2 separate regions of the Mus musculus genome follow, and region 1 is linked to region 2. A link is a contact called in public promoter capture Hi-C data. All regions are on one chromosome and are shown on one strand. The core of a region is the stretch at or near the end of the contact, and the rest is flanking DNA. Distances in the headings are between cores, read along the strand shown.

Region 1 (4,938 bases), core at 1,676-4,175, 560 kb before region 2:
AAACAAAATGGTAAGCTCATGACAAGCCTGGCTGTGAGTAGGTACTGTCACCTCACCTTGGGGACCTCGTAGTCTTTTTCCAACTCTCTGAGGACAATGTAGTGACCTAGTCATGGGCAATATCCCACTCTACAGAGAAAAGGATGGCTTGGATGGGAACCAGGGACAGACATGATACAGAGGCTTTCTAGAGCGGTGGGTTCTCAACCTACGGGTCATGACCCCTTTGAGGGTCAAACGACCCTTTCAGAGGGGTCACATATCAGATATCCTATGTATCAGATATTTACATTATGAGTCCAAACAGTAGCAAATTACAGTTAGGAAGTAGAAACAAAAGTAATATTATGGTTTGGGGGGAGTCACCACAACATGAGGATCTGTATTGAAGGGTCACAGTTTTCAACTTTCTAATGCCCAAGGCACTTCAGGTCAACCCCCTGTAGTTTAAACCGAGCTAGAGTCCAACAGGCTGATCAGAGATGGCTCTGCCCAGGAGGTGAACTGGGTCCTACGGCTGAAAAGGACTTGAAGGTCACAGAAGAGGGCTTCCGCCATGATGGAAGTGCTATCTATAGAGCCAAAGCTGCTTCTCGGATTAAATCTACTAACAAGTCAAGCTCTGAGGGCTTTGAAGACGATGGATTTGAGCACCTGTGCCCAGGCAGGACTCAGTGACAGACTGCAGAAGAACTAAAGGCACCCAGATTCCTCAGGGACAGAGGCATCCCAAGAAGGTGGATGAAAATAACTTTGTATCTCTTTTGTGTCCTCCCCACCTCCAAGAAGCAAAACGACTTCATTCCCCCCAGATCCTGGCTTCTCAAAGGCTGCAGATTGCCTCAGGTTCTGTGACTTCCTTCCTGTGTGTTCTTAAGTCTTAAGTCCCAGCAGCTGACCCTCCTCAGCTCCATTTGAAGAAACAGGTTCAGCCTAGAGCATTCCACTAAGGGCTTTGTGAACATGATTGACATTCAGAGACCTTTGAAGGGAGATGCCCAGAAAGGTGAGGGGCTGGAAATCCTGCCACATGAAAGCAATGGCAGCACCTAGCTTGAAACAGAGAAATCTCAAATCACCCAGAGTCAGTGCACTTAGACAGCCAGTCAAGGCTCACTGGAAGAATTCTTGGAGGAAGGTGAATATGTTCAACATACAATATGTACCTCTATCAAAATTTAAACATAAAATAAGTATGTTTTTAATATCTATGGACCGAAAAGATATCCAGCGTTCTCCTGTTGTCCTGTTTCTTCTCCCACATAAATATTGACTCCTAAATTGCTAAATGCAGGCTTGGCTGCTACCACTTCATTTGTTTCCCTTCCCACCCAGTGACACTTCAGATCCTGCACAAGCAGGATTTGCGATATATTCACAAACAGAACTGGGAGACGGTTCAAAGCTGCAGGAGGCGTGGTCATTAGGAGCACGGGTATATCCTTCTAAGCTGGCTCTGAGGTCAGTGCTTATGACAAAGATGAAGTGAGACGTTGGCATATTTGGGGAAGGGCAGAGAAGTTGGTGCTGTGATAACAGACTTGAGCTGCAAAGGGCAGCCTTTAAGGAAGGAATGGAAAAACTATAATCTACAGCCTAGGAACACTTATTAAGATGAGATTTAACCAAAGACCATAAAATCTTAAACGGTAGATAATAAGGTCAAGCCAAGTTACTATTTTCAGCTCTGAACAGATGACGAGACAGGAGGGCATAAATGAGAATTAAAAGAAGAGAGATTCAGAATAGATCAGAAGGTTACCAAAAATAATCAATGGCTGAAATGACTTTCTGGACTCGTTCACTTGTGCTGAAAATATTGAGTCATTGAAAAAGTAATGAGATGATATTCTTGGGAAATGGAATAGTTAAAATGAATGGGTTCAGACGGAGCCAAAGACTTTAATCATCCTAAAAAGAAACACTGGCTAGGGCAAGCTGAGGTTTCAATCTAGGGAGATAACAAGGTAGAGGCTAAGAGGCCTTTGCTTCCTACATTCCACGGGATTAGCAACCCCTTCAAAGGTGCAATACTACCAAGTACTCCCAAGGCCTGCTGTGAATGGTGCATCCTACCGGATGCTAGCAAGAGAAATGAGCAAGGCACACACTAGAAGAGAGAGCTGTAGAGCCACTGTCAGCCAAGCTCCCACGCACCTCTGAGATCATCCCAGTGAACCTGCAAAGGGCCATATCTTCTCACTCATAGTGTCAAGGACTGAACAGTCTAGAAGTCTGGATCTGCCATTGGGCACTTGTAATTCTTAGAGAGCTCCTGTCACCTCTGCAGGCTCCAGCCTCCTGCTCCTTCCTTATTGGATCTCCTCATCTCCTCTAGAACTAGACCTCATGTGTCTGCTTCTGCTTCTCCATGGCAACCCATCAAACACAGGCAGTGTAAGGTGGGCCTTCTTGCTTCCATATTAAATACTGTCATATCCTTCATATGACATGATTTCTAGACGCTTTGCCTTCCTGGCCATCCATCTTCCCTCAAAAGACTCTAAGCATCAATCACTTATGCACACACACACACACACACACACACACACACACACACACGAGTGACCCCGTATAGTAGTTATTGATACATGCCTATTAATCTGTATCCTTTCGCTGTACAAACCATATCTGTGAAGACAACAGCCTTGCTAGATCCTGAGAGTCCCTCTAGGGAATCATCAAACCCGAGGGTAGTACTGGAAACCATCATATGTGTCCCAGGGACAGCCTTTGGCAGGGATGGGCTGTGACGAGCATCTTTGTAGAAAGACAGGGAACAGATTCCCCCCAAGCCTTTGTACCATACAGAACTCTCCTCTGGCAGACCCACGGGCCTCTCATTTGGGACAACTAGGATGGGAAGGAGACAGTGGCAAAAATTCACACAGACCTCCCCATCTGGTGTTCATTCCAGCGTCTGCCGCTCGGTAAGCAAATGTGTTGGCGGGATTCAGGGTTCTCATTGTGACGTAATACATACTCAATTGTCAGAAATCTGGACAGCAGAACGGGGTGTGTAAGAACCAGTTCGTCAGGACCCCACCACCCACGGAAAGCATGACTAAGACTGTGCTAGAGGATTTTTGCCAGTCCGTTTCTTTTTCATGAATATGTAGCTGTGTCCCCAGTGAGACATAACTTTATCATATTTTGTTAGCAAGAAAATCTGCAAGTTAGAAGTCGCCGGCCACTTTCATGTCTAACAAGCCATCTTGGGACACTTTTTTTGCCTCCTGGAAACAATCAACCTGAGTTTCTTTTGGCTTGAGGTTTTCAGATGAAAGTACCCAGCGTCCAGAGACCAGGATGGCAGCCAGGGGGCAGTGTTTCTCTCGACATACACTGCTCTCCACCGCTCCCTCCAAACTGAAGCCACCGTGCCTGGGACTGGTGGAGACAGTGTGAAAGAGGCCTTGACAGGCCCTCGGGATAGCATACAAGGTCCGCTGGCTGTGTCTTCTTCCATTCACTAATAATAGGTTCAGCTGGTCTAAGGCGGGTGCCTCGGTCACTAACTGTTGATGTTTGAAGGTGTTCAGGGCTCAGCCCTGTGCTGAGACTGGAGCCTTGTACGGTATACCATCACAGCATCGTGGGCCTGATTTAAATATCAGCTACATCGGGACCCAGAGCAATGTAAATGGGGAGATAGAACTGGACGGGAAGTTCCTTCACGATAGGCTCGAAAAGTCACCAATAGTCTTGACAGGAAACTCCGAGAGCCACAAGGACTGTACAAGGTTCAGCCTGCCAGCGTTTTATCATGGATTAGAGAGGAGCTCCTTGTATCTTCGGCTCTCCACAGAGCATATCCGCAGTCCATGACAGGGGTGGGGGGTGGGGGTGGTTTCTTCAGTGGAGAAGCCATTGATAAACCACACATGCTCCAAATAACCTCTCACCCATACAAGGAATCTTAATTGGATTCAGTAAGTCAAACACACACACACACGGGGGGGGGGGGGCATCAAAGTAGGATGGGGGCTTGTTGGAAAGTGGGGGGGGGGGTTCAACAGGAAAAGGAAGGGGATGAGACAGGGAAGAGTGTAAAAAGGACTAAAATTTATGATAGACATTGAGGAAACTGTCAAAAATAAATACGAACGATTCTTAAGACTCATTATTTTAATTATGAGTATATGTGGGAGAGGTATGCACCCCTCAGTGCAGGTGCCTGTAGAGATCAGATGAAGGTGTTGTGTGCCCTGAGTGTGGAATTGCGGGTAGTTGTGAGCCTTCTGGTCTTGGTGCTGGAAATCAAATTCTAAACAACTCTTAACCTCTGAGCTACCTTTTAAGCCCAGTAAACAAAATTAGTTTAAAACAACCAAAGCAATAGGTCACTCCCAGCCTACTGACCTGAGCCCAGTGGCCAGACCACACACAGAGACACAGCTGGATGCAGTGGCACACATCTGTAATCCCAGCACTCTCACCACAAGATGCCAGGCAGAGATGAGAGAATCAGCCAGACCCGGAAGTTCACAGACCAGGCAGCCTGGACTACACAGGGCTGTGGCAGAAACAAGACAAACTCTCCCCTCAACAAAGTGGAAGGCAAAGAACCCATTTCCTAAACTTCCTCTCTGACCTCCACCACATGCATGTAGCACACATGTGCACGCACACACTAAATTTAGAAAAGGCAGACTCTGGATGCAAGTAGAAATATATCTGGATGTACACACGTGCACATAAGGGAAATACGAGGAGGGTGGAGGTCAGAGGAAGAGGAAGGGATGGAAGAGGGTGATGGGCAAAGAGGAAGGAAGCATCGGGTTCACTTATATGCAGAACAAATGCTGTGTGTGTGTGTGTGTGTCTGTGTGTGTGTGTGTGTGTGTGTGTGTGTAGGGGGGACATAAAAGCAGGGGACTGTCTGGGTGAAGAGGATCATAAAGCAACAGAGAAAAGAGATATAGAAAATGGAGAGAA
Region 2 (4,819 bases), core at 1,230-3,729:
CTATAATCCTGCACTTGGGAGGCTAAGGCAGGAGGTTCTTGAACTTCCAGGTCAACATGGCAATATTGAGAAGAAAATCAAACTACGCTGGAATCAGACATCTGAAGGATGAGGTGTTATGGGTTGGGTTAACGAGTTAAAGAATTCCTTAAATAAAGCCGTGACATACTGAAAGTATTGGAAAAAGCAGTTCACAATGAAAATCTTTTTAAAGTGTAAATTTCAGGCCCTGACTGGAAAAGCTTGACCGCCTACAGGGATAAGGAATTGGGATTCCCCTTTAAAATCAGCCCAGGCCGTTCTGATGTCGTTGACCAGAGACTGGAACAACAGAGCATCGAGTTGAACAGGAGGCTAAAAGGAGAGGTCCACTGGGCAGGTAAAAGACGGTGTTCTGGCTGGGCTAGATAGTTGGCTTAGTGGTTAAGAGCACGGACTGCTCTTCTGAAGATCCTGAGTTCAAATCCCAGAAACCACATGGTGGCTCACTACCATCTGTAATGAGATCTGATGCCCTGATCTGGTGTGTCTGAAGACAGCTACAGTGTACTTAGATATAATAATAAATAAATCTTTTTTTTTTAAAAAAAAAGACGGTGTTCTTTCTAGAGAGAGAAAAGTCAAGTGTGCTGGCTAGTTCTTTGTCAGCCTGACCCAAGCTAGAGTCATGCGGAAAGAGGGAACCTCAACTGAGAAAACACTTCGTCGCATTGGGCATTCTTCTTGCTGCATGACTGATGTGGGCAATGACACCCCTGGGCAGGTGGGCTGCTCTTCCAGAGGGCCCAGGTTTAATTCTCAGTATCCACAGGGTGACTCAACAATTAACTCTGGTTCTAGACAACCTAGTAAGATCATTTTGTGGCCTTGCTCCAGGCACCATGTGTTGCATAAACATGCACTTAAAAGACCTATACACATAAAACAATTTTTAAAAAGGAAAGAAAGAAAAGCAAGCTAAGCAAACCAGTAACCACCATTATTCCAGTCTCTGATTCAGGCCTTGAGTTCCTGTCCTGACTTGTGATAGTGATAGTGCTTTGATAAATCTTGGTTCCCCCAAGTTGCTTTTGGTCATGTTTTATCACAGCAATAGAAAGCTAAGAGAACAAATACAACACTTAAAAAGGTGTTTGGCGAGGCCCATAGTACACAGGAAAATGTGGTTTTCAAACAGGTATTTCCTGCACTGTTTGGAGGGACAGATGAGAAGGCAGATCTGATTCCATGACAGGCTTCAAATTAGCAGTTTAGGAGACTAGGCCTAAGGTCAGGCAAATCAGTTACTAGAAGAAGAAGAAAAAAAAAGGCTTCAGGCAGTTAGTCAGAACTGCCCTGATATCTGAGACTGCCTGGCCACCTAGCCTGAGGTAAGGACAATGGGTCAGCAACAGTTTCCAGACTTCCTCTACAAAGATTTCTAGACTTCCCAGTAACAATGCCTAGAGATAAGTAAGATAAAGCTCTCCTACCCTGGAATTCCAATGTGCTTTCAATGGAGCCTGCGAGCTCATTTGCTTTTACTCTGTGTCTTTGTAATGGGGACGACCCCACCATGCTGAGCTACAGAATAAAACACACTTTGTGTTTACATACTATTTGAGTCCAGGGTGTCATTCTTCATGGACCCTTACAAGCTTCTGTTTTCCAGCAGATAAGGACACACTCCTTTGTTTTTTAAGGCACTGTATGTAGATAGTGCTTAGCCACTTCCACCTCTCCCCCCAACAGGAACCAAGACAAAAATCCCATCTTTCCTCTCTGCGAGGGCACAGTAACTCACCACAGTGGTGACCCTTCCCATTTATTGTAATAATTGTGCCATCGGAAAAACACACATCCAGGCATACAGTGGCTTTAGGGACTGCTGTTGACCTCAGACAGGCCTGGGTTTCCTCATAGGGAAGTGTTGTAAATAGCTGCAAACGCCAGTTAGGAGTTTCATTCTGACAGGGGGCTTCCCTGGCATACTTCACCGCTGCCATGACGGTCGCAACCAATCTTGAGTATGTTCCCAGAAGGTGTGGAGGGGATAAGCCAAATTTACTCGCCAATTAGGCGGTGATTACTTCACTTCAGCCTTTGGGATATTTCTACCCGCACTTTAAGGAACGAGGAGACTCCGGGTCTCGGAGATATGGCTCTGCTGTCAAGGAAGCTCACTGGCCATCCAGAGGTCCCTTCTAGGTCTCCAGCACCCATGTGGTGGCTCACAACCACCTGGGACTATGCTCCAGGGAATCATCGGCCCCTGCAGGCACACGGAACACTCAAATTCACGCAGACGCACAGGCATGTTGCCTGAAGCGTCACCTTCAGCGGCAGGGCTGAATCCGCACGGACCAAACCCGTTGGGCCAAACGCGGCGGAGACCTGTGCGCCACGTCTGGGCGGAGCCCCGTAGGCGAGAGCCCGCCCCCCGACGCTGGAGTGACGTCACGGGCGCCCGAAGATGACGCAGAGGTCCGTTTTACGGCTGCTGAGCGTCTGCGGCTGGGCTAGGAAGTGCACGCCACGCGCTGTCGTGAGAAGGTGGGGCGGGAGAGCGCGGGCGACCCGGGGAGACTTTGTGAGCTGCCGGACCCCAGCTTGGAGCGGCTGTGTGGGTCACCTCGGTCACCTGCTGCGCCACCTCTTAGCGTGGTTCCGAGAGCCAACGAGAGGCTTTTGTGATTGTAATTAAGGTGGCTGCGTGAGAAGTATAAGATGCAGACGGATAATTTACCTATATATATAATGCCCAGTATAGGGAGAACCCTTAAGATCAGGATCTGTTGGTGATTAAATGGCTTTATTTACAGTTGTACATTACCGAGCTGCTAATCTTAAGGCTATAACACGAAATTTGCTTGCTAGGTCATCCCTTTTCATGGCTCACTTGTTTTTCTTTCCTTTTCTTTTTTTTTTTTTTAATTTAAAATTGTGCGTGTGTGCGCGTGCAGCATGGTGAAGAAACAAAAAGGACCTTTCGGAAGTGGGTTCTCTCCTTCCATTATGTGAGTCCCGTGATCACACTTAGGTTTTCTGGTGTGATGGCAAGTTAGTTTCTCCACTGACCCATCTCGATGGCCCAAGTCAGTCTGAAGGGAGGGGAGGGGGACAAAGACAGGGACAGAGACATAAAATTCAATGGCTGACATGAATATCTGGACAAGACTGAATTTTGCCACTGGGAGCTTTTAAATTCAAAGTAGAAAAACTCCTTAATTATAGATTTTGTGTGGTGAGTTTTGTAGCTAGTTATAAAAATGACATTTTAAGAACTAAGTTATAGCCGGGCGTGTTGGCGCACGCCTTTGATCCCAGCACTCAGGAGGCAGAGGCAAGCAGATTTCTGAGTTCGAGGCCAGCCTGATCTACAAAGTGAGTTCCAGGACAGCAAGGGCTACAGAGAAACCCTGTCTCGAAAAAACAAAACAAACAAAAAAAACCTAAGTTATAGTCTTGTTATTCTACTGCTGTGAATTATGTTAGTAGATTATATTTTCTTGTGAGAAAATAGCAGTTACACGTGCTTGCTTTTTAGAGAAAAGGCAGCTTTTAAACAGACTTTTTTTTTTTTTTTTAATTTTAGGTATAGCAGTGTTTTACCTGCATGTATGTAAGTGCACCATGTTCGTGCCTGGTGTCTTCAAAGGCTGTGGGATCAGCCAGAACTGGAACTATGGACTGTATTGAGCTCCCCAGTTGGGTGCTGGTATGGAATCTGTGTCTTCTGAAAGAACAAGGACGGTTTAACTCCTGAGGTACATCCCCAGGTTCAAACTAGATTTTTGTAAAAATATGTATAATACATTAATGTGGAAAATTGGGCGCTTAACAAAATTTATTTGGGTATTCTGTGGTCTTCTGTAGGCAAAAATAGCAGGAGATACTCTACTGCAATAGCCTTTTTTTTTTCTTTTTCTTTCTTTCTTTTTCTTTTCTTCTCTTTTTTTTTTTTTTTTTTTTTTTAAAGATTTATTTATTTATTAGATGTAAGTACACTGTAGTTGTCTTCAGACACTCCAGAAGAGGGCATCAGATCTTGTTACAGATGGTTGTGAGCCACCATGTGGTTGCTGGGATTTGAACTCCGGACCTTCGGAAGAGCAGTCGGGTGCTCTTACCCACTGAGCCATCTCACCAGCCCCTTTTTTTTTTTTGAGACAGGTTTCTCTGTGTAGCCCTGGCTGTCCTGGAACTCACTTTGTAGACCAGACCAGGCTAGCCTCGAACTCAGAAATCTGTCTGCCTCTGCCTCCCGAGTGCTGGGACTAAAGGTGTGTGCCACCACGCCTGGCTACACTTATATCCCAAAATAAACTCATCCCCTATATCCTGTAGAACATACTATATGTAGATCATATGATTTGTTTAATGGCCATTTGTGGAAAATCATCTTTTGTGTACATAAAAGTTAGATTTATGGAAATATTTGTTTAAAAATACCCTAAGTATCAAAATAGTCTTGTTCTTTAAAATTTAATAGTTAGGAATCACATTTCAGTTTTTTTGTATCCTTTTTTGACTTTATGGGTTTAAGAAGGCCTTTTCTTTAACTCAGTTGGATAGTAATTAAATGACAAATTGAAGAGTAATTCTATTCTGAATCAGTAAGTAAACCGCTTAAGTATGAACAGGTAAAGAATTGGAATAATATGACACTTGATAAATCTTATTTTTCTCTGATATATGTTAATAGGATTCAGAGGAAAGTCTCCTTTGCCTTCAAGGAAACTAGGAGTTACCATATTTTTGTTAGCATTGATCCCTAGTGGTTTTTTTGTTTGCAGTTTTTTTGAGACAGAATCTCTGTGTGTAACCCTGGCTGTTCAGG

Evidence for each region. Capture Hi-C pulls out chosen DNA fragments and counts their contacts.
Region 1: a contact with region 2 is called in a promoter capture Hi-C map of liver, with 2.7 times the contacts expected there. The contact joins the promoter of 1700017L05Rik here to the promoter of Aasdh in region 2. A contact is called at or near these places in 2 of 484 Hi-C or Micro-C datasets (CD4 T cells and muscle stem cells) and 2 of 9 other capture datasets (adipose tissue and liver).

Annotation. Positions count from the first base shown.
Region 1 is chr5:77,463,475-77,468,412 of GRCm38.p6, reverse strand. 1700017L05Rik (RIKEN cDNA 1700017L05 gene) reads right to left here and starts at 2,925. Exons shown (of 2, transcript NR_131050.1): 1 at 2,596-2,925.
Region 2 is chr5:76,903,136-76,907,954 of GRCm38.p6, reverse strand. It overlaps Aasdh (aminoadipate-semialdehyde dehydrogenase), which reads left to right and starts at 2,479. Exons shown (of 16, transcript NM_173765.4): 1 at 2,479-2,532; 2 at 3,575-3,746.